2 separate regions of the Mus musculus genome follow, and region 2 is linked to region 1. Evidence: chromatin contacts called from public promoter capture Hi-C data. All regions are on one chromosome and are shown on one strand. The core of a region is the stretch at or near the end of the contact, and the rest is flanking DNA. Distances in the headings are between cores, read along the strand shown. Region 1 holds the start of Spin2c (spindlin family, member 2C). Region 2 holds the start of Prdx4 (peroxiredoxin 4).

Region 1 (3,558 bases), core at 483-2,982:
GATTTGTACATGAAGCACTTTCATCAAAAATAAATAAGTAAATAAATTTTAAAAAGATAAGTATTATATAAAACAAGCATTTAGAATTTAAGAAATTGGCCAGGTATGGTGATGCATGCCTTTAATCCCAATACTCATGAGGCAGGGACAGGTTGATCTCTGTGAGTTCTAGGCCAGCCTGGTCTACACAGTAAGTTCCAGGACAACAGGGCTATATAGAGAGTCTGTCTCACAGACAACAATAACAAAAACAGCAACAAAACAACAACAAAAATCATCCAACCCACCAAACAAACAGAAATCAAGTAAAGTCAAATTTAAGAATCTCATGATTCTCCTTTAGGCTTGCTAGCAGTGTGATCATTCATAAATAAATAAAAAAATTCTTTAATATTCATGAGAGTAGATTAATGTAGTAAGAGAAAGCTGTGCTAGCTAGATGATACTAAGATGAGTAATATTTTTAAAAACTGTAGAATATCTTTTACATTATTTTATTTTGGTGGGGGGGTACATGTATGTGGAGGTCAGAGAACAGCTTGAGGGAATCAGTTCTCTCCTTCCACCATCATCTGAGTCTCCAGAATTCAAGTCAGCAGGTAAACACCCATGCTAAGCTTCTACACAAGCCCAATATTCTTATCAACTGGGTAATATGGACTTAGGTCAAAAACCCAAGGACTACCTCTTAGAAATGTCCTGTTAGGCTACTGAAGGGAACCATTAGTAGTTTTTCATACAGTATGAAGAACTTTACTTCATAAAGTATGATTGAAACTCTTTGCCATAAAACATAATATCCACATGTATATATACACATACATTGAAGACTATAAGAGTGAAGTCTGTGCTACAGAATTAAAATTTTCACCCTATTGGTGGTCTTTGTTTCTACTTTTAAAAGAGTGACTAAAAAAAAAATGAATGTTAACTCTGAAGTGAGGGTATTGTCTACTTCTCATATTGTCATACATGCTCTACATTCAGAAATATCCAAAATTGTTTTATAGATTATTTTTAACAACCACGTTTGCATAAGTAATGCAAGCTCTTTTAGGAGCATAGAAGCAAAGCACATAAGAACTACTATTTTGTGATGAGGCAAAGGGTTTGGGGAAGAAGTGAAGCTGATCTAATGTACGATTAAGAATCTTACACATGGTGCATAAAATTCTGTAGCTGGATTCCCGTCCTCAAGAAGATGAGCAATCAAGAAAACTTACTTATGAATCGGGTCAAACAAACAGGAGAGAAGAGAGCATTTTTTTTTTTTGTTGGTTTTTTTTCCCCTTCTTTTTCATCCTAGCTCCACTAGCCTAAAACAACCGGAAAGGCAGTTTTTGCATAAAGAAAACTCCATGAGGGCACGGGGTAAAGGAAAAGCAAATTCCTGAAGGATGGAAAGCAGATGCTGTTGGGGGCACTAAAGTGTAGAGTTGCAGGTGGGGGTGGGGAACCTGAACTGAAGGAGGGAATCCTTAGGAGCTGTGCGCAAGAAGGGTTGTGTGGGGGAAGGGTTGGCGTGTGTGTGGAGAATTCCTGGCTCCTGATTTGGCAGAAGAGATGAGGACAAGACCACATTCCCCAGCTTAGAACCACGGTGTGGAGTAGGAGAGGAGGCTGTTGAACCGTGTTTGGCAGGAAGGGGCGGCCTCTCGCGGGGCAGGAAGCTACGCTAGGAAAAGAGGGAGGAGACTGCAGTGGCAGCAGCGACTGCTGGAAGCTCTTAAGTGGCCCAGGTACTGCCGCCTCTGACACTCGGGAATAAGGTGAGAGAAAGCCCAGAGCGGGGACTTCCTGGATGCTCCCTTCTTTTGCCCCGCGGCTTTCCTAGACAGGCGCTTGGCCTTAGACTCCTGGCTCTGCTCTCACAGGCGCTCATTTGGCTGCTTGCCGGCTGATCATCCTTCGCTCCAGGCTCGCAGCGGAGGCAACAGTCTTCTGTCCGATTTGGGCACGTGAGTGCTGCAAACCCAGACAGTGAGCAGGTGAGCATCGGACTAGGTGCTGGAAAATTGGAATGGGTTCCTGCTTGTCAGGAAAATTGGAGGGAGTGCTAAGATTTGAGCTGAGGGAAACTCGGAACCGAGATTTGGGGGGCGGGGCACGGAGCAAGAAACCCGGGGAATCTTATACAAAGGTGGCCAGTGCATGAAACAGATTCGTGGTGCTGAGCTCAAAGGGAAACGGGGATGATTTGGAAGACACATGAAGAAGTGAGCACAGAGCAAGCATGGGTATGGGCAGTGAGGGCGGAATGAAAAGGAGGGGGAGAGTGGGTAAGAGACATAGAAATTTCACGGAGGGATATAGAGATATGGTATTGGGGTTATAAATAGGGATGGTGGTGCGGGGCAGCTGGGATGACTACGGAACTAGCAGAGAACCGGCTGTTTCTTTGCTTGGCTCTCAAGCGCTACAACTTCCACAGCGATCTCTTCACTAACTCTGTTGTGTAACCAAACAAGCCTGGAAAGAGGCTTATGCAGGCAGGCATTTAAACACATTTTGATATAGAATACTGCTACTGGACACATGTATATCATGCACAGGGACTTCCTAATCCACAGAAAAATAACCTTAATATTTGCATAGAATGTTTTTCCCTAGATTCTCTCCTCCTCTTACAGGTATGAAGACCCCTCACAAAAAAGGTGCAGCAAAAGAGCAAATGGGAGAAGGCGTAGGTCACCACATTGGCTCTACAACCATCAAGAAGAAAAAAGCTTCTCAGAAGAGGCAGAGGAGCAGATCTTCATCCCGTAGGAGCATCGTGGGCTGTAGAATTTCTCACGGGTGGAAGGAAGGAGATGAGCCGATCACACAGTGGAAAGGGACTGTGCTGGATCAGGTGCCTATCAACCCCTCTCTCTACCTGGTGAAATATGATGGGATTGACTGTGTCTATGGACTGGAACTTCACAGAGATGAAAGGATTTTAAAGCTTAAAATCCTTCCTGATAAGGTGTCGTTCTCTGGAGTCAGCGATGTGCGCCTTGCTAATACCATAATTGGCAAAGCAGTGGAACACATGTTTGAGGGTGAGCATGGCTCTAAGGATGAATGGAGGGGGATGGTCCTGGCTCAAGCGCCTATCATGAACGCCTGGTTTTACATTACTTATGAGAGAGATCCCGTTTTGTACATGTATCAGCTTCTGGATGATTATAAAGAGGGTGACCTCCGTATCATGCCAGAGTCCAGTGCATCTCCTCCAGCAGACAGGGAGCCAGAAGGAGTTGTAGATGGCCTGATAGGTAAACATGTGGAATACACCAAAGAAGATGGCTCCAAGAGGACAGGCAAGGTCATTCACCAAGTTAAAGCCAAGCCTTCTGTGTACTTCATCAAGTTTGACGATGATTTCCATATCTATGTCTATGACTTGGTGAAAAAGAACTCTTAGGGTAAAATTTGCATAGTGTGGGGAAACAAATGTGTACGTTGTAGATGTGCAAAAAACATTAATTTTTCAGTGTATTAAAAGCTTGAGAGTTTCTGATAACCCAGAAACTTTGCCAGCAATGCTGTTGTTTTTGTTCTGGAAACTACCAGTCT
Region 2 (3,558 bases), core at 670-3,169, 1.5 Mb after region 1:
TGTCTCAAAAAACAAAAACAAAAACAAAAAACAAACAAACAAACCCAACCCTGATAATAAGAATTCTGGTAAATACAGAGAAGTAAAGGAAGACAATTTACATGTTCTGTCTCTCAAACTACAACCATTTTTTCCCAAACACAAATATGGATAAGGTTGCATTCTCATTTTTAACACTCATTGCATTGAGAAAAATGTATTATAATATTTTTCATTTTATTAGAATGATTCAAAAATAGCCTTAATTGTTCTACAATATCCCCTTTTATGAATACAAAAATCTCCTTTGGAATGTTTTTGTTTCTAACAGGAAGTGTATTTGAGTAAGCACATTTCAGAATATCTTCCTCATGCAAGTGTAGTCAATGAAACTTAGAAATATTTTTAAAGCAAATCTATCTTCCAATTCCAAAGTAGTTAACTTGTACTATGAAACTACAAATGTTTACGGAGGCAAATCGGCTTGGCTTTTTCATTTATGGCTTGTGGTAGCAACATCCCATTATCTTTAGAGGTTCATAACTGTGAAGTAGCCAGATGTGGTAGAGCACAATTGGAATCCAGCACTCTGCAAGCTGAAGGAGGAGGACTACAGAATTTGAAGCCATTTTGTCAGATCTGTCCAGTCCCCATGTCCAAAAAATTGACCCCAAAATGTTAAGTATAACTATTGTTTCACTGAATACTAGCACAGAATGTGCCACAACCACCAAAACTCAAACACACACTCACAGAATGCCAAATAATCCCTAGGAAAAGTGGGTTAGGGAAAAGCAAATAATATATGGTCTGTGTCTGTGTCCCCTGATCACTTTTTTGGCAATCTTAATATCCAGATGCAGCAGGCCTCAATTTTCTCACTATCTTCTTAGTCTGACGTGTCTTTTTCTGAGAGTGGCCACTAGCTTCAAACACTAGACAGAAAGACAAATAATGAAAAGCCCAATTGGCAGTACACAAGATTTACCACCAACCCAACTGTGCCTCTTCCGCCTCTTCCCCAGTTTCCCTCCAAAATACTCCATAAGACTTGTTTTTTTTTTTTTAAATAAACATCTATTAACTCTACAAAGTTTGGGGAGATGACTCTCAATAACAATCTTTATAAGCTAAGAGAAAAAAAGTTTGACCTCCTGACCATTTTGTTTAACCACTTTTCTGTTTAACCAAACTTTCTGTGAATCATTATTCAACTTATCAATGTACTTTCTTCCCTGGAAAAAAGAGATAGGACGGCTGCAGGCACTTTCGAATATGTAAGGAAGTATTTTAGTTTGCACAACATCCTCCACGACTGTAAGCCCGGGTCTAGAAACACCCCCATCTGCGGCTTTGGGGGTAACCGCTACCTCTCCCGAAATCTGTTCAGAGAAACCCATTTCTTTCTTCACACCAGGAACCCACCTCCAACCTCACACCCACAAAGGCATGGGGTGGACCGAGAACTCCCAGGCAGCCTTGGGGGGGGGGTGCGGCCCAACTCCAGCCCCACCCTTTTGTAGCATCCACAATTAGGGTCTAAGATTCCTCGAGTTCTACCTCCTCCACCCAAACTCGCAAGGCACCACCTACTCTTGGCTTTGCTTAGATGCAGGGAGTGATCCGCGACTGAAACCCGGGACGCCTCCCCGGGGTACACTTGTCCACCAGCGTAGAAGTGGCACTCATTTTCGCGGGTCCGGAACCGTTCATCACTCTCCAAGCCTTGCAGAGATTCGGTCCGCAACAGGAACAGCAGCAGCGGCGGCAGGAGCAACACCAGCTTTCGGGTCCAGCGACGGGACGCCGTGGTCCCGTCCAGCAGCTTGGACCGCGCCTCCATGACCAAGCAAGCGCGAAAACACGTCCCTCTGCTAAAGCACAGAGTCCCCTGCCGCCAGGCAGCCAGCTAAAACGGCGCGCTGGAGACCGCGCGACCAAGGGCGCGGCCTCGCGAGACTTGCTCCGCCCCACTCCGCCCCTCCGCCACGTGGGCGCAAGCTCCGCCCCCCCCAGTGGGCTTCTGCGCCTGCGTCAAAAGGAGAGCCAAGCTGAAGTGTTTTCCCAATTTAACAAAAGAAGTTTGCACGGGTGCCTAGTGACTGATCTCCAGAGCACTGACTGTCCCTGTCCTTGAAGGTGTACTTCCAAGTCCATCTCTGTAACAGAGCTTCCCTACCCCTCACATCATCCCCTCACAAGTTCACACTAACCTATGTGCCTGTGAAGGACTTAAAATGTAGACTTTTCGTGGTTATTTTGAGACAGGGTTTCTCTGTGTAGCCCTGGCTGCCCTGGAACTTGCTCTGTAGACCAAGCAGAGATCTACTTATCCCTGCCTCCCTGAGTGCTGGGGATTAAAGGCGTGTGCCACCACAATTTATACTTCTAATTAAGGTCACTTTCATGCATCTCATTTTGTTTTTGTTTTTGACAGATCATACTTGTATGCACTTACAGGGCACCATCTGAATGAATATAACATGGAATGTAGTCACCAACTCATTTACCTTTTTATGGGGAAACACCCAAAACAGTTATTTTGAAATATACTGGTTGACTATATTTGGCCTGTTGATTACTCTAGGTTTAGGAGGCTGGGGGCAGGGGGTGGGTGGGTTAGGCCATGGACACTACAAAATTGCTGAACTTAACAGACATGTATGTGTCCCCTGAACCTCCGGAGTGATTTGCCTGTACAGTGCCAGGACTCATCTTTTCAGCTCTTTTCAGTCCCAGAAAAACTTGAGAGCAAATAGCTAACCATTTATTTTCCTCCAACAGGCAAAAAGAAGTTTGGGGGAATTAATTTTGCTTCAAAGATTTGCTTTTCCAGTCAAGAGCTGTAAAGTTCGTAGTCACCCCTCATAGCACAGCATAACTACCCATTACCCATCGAGCCCTCTTCCTCTGCTGCCTTGCCTCTCCTACCTATGATACACTAGGGCATGCCCAGCCGCCCTTGAGTTATTGCCCCAGCGCCTAGGGGCTCAGTCCCACTTTAGCTTGTCAGACTGAATTGTGACGTCACCTGTCTGCTCCCTCAGCCCTAGTGCTGCCTTCATGAACTCCAAACCATAACTGATTTACACCCTGTTCATCCTGTTTTGAAAAATTACTATTTAAATTTTTTTTGTCTATATGTCTGTTCACTGCTTGTGTGCCTGCTATTCATAAAAGCCAGGGGAGGACATTGAAAGATCCCCTGGAACAGAAGTTACAGACAATTGAGAGCTGCCACGAGGGTGCTGGAAATCAAACCTTTGTCCTCTGGAAGAGCGTCCAGTGCTCTTAACTTCTGAGTCATCTTTCGAGCTCCCTAATCCCATCTTGAATATAAAACCTCTGACTATGGACCGTTATTATGTCTGCTCTCCCTTCCTCTACACGTTCGATCCGTTAATCCCTTCAAACCATACTTTCCCAAAGCTTAATTGACATATACTTTATGACTATTAGAACAATATTCTTTTCCTTACAGCGATCTATTACTAAACTCCGTGACTTCTCTCTCTAGACATAGTCTTTTTCAGTTTGGTGAAAACTCAAGAGATAAAAGGGTCTAATCTGAAAAGTGGT

The links. Promoter capture Hi-C pulls out the DNA fragments that hold promoters and counts their contacts.
Region 2: a contact with region 1 is called in a promoter capture Hi-C map of cranial neural crest. The contact joins the promoter of Prdx4 here to the promoter of Spin2c in region 1.

Annotation. Positions count from the first base shown.
Region 1 is chrX:153,830,561-153,834,118 of GRCm38.p6, forward strand. Spin2c (spindlin family, member 2C) reads left to right here and starts at 1,733. Exons shown (of 2, transcript NM_001005370.1): 1 at 1,733-1,988; 2 at 2,631-3,558. The coding sequence starts at 2,633. The coding sequence ends at 3,406.
Region 2 is chrX:155,336,541-155,340,098 of GRCm38.p6, forward strand. Prdx4 (peroxiredoxin 4) reads right to left here and starts at 1,920. Exons shown (of 7, transcript NM_016764.5): 1 at 1,573-1,920. The coding sequence starts at 1,822.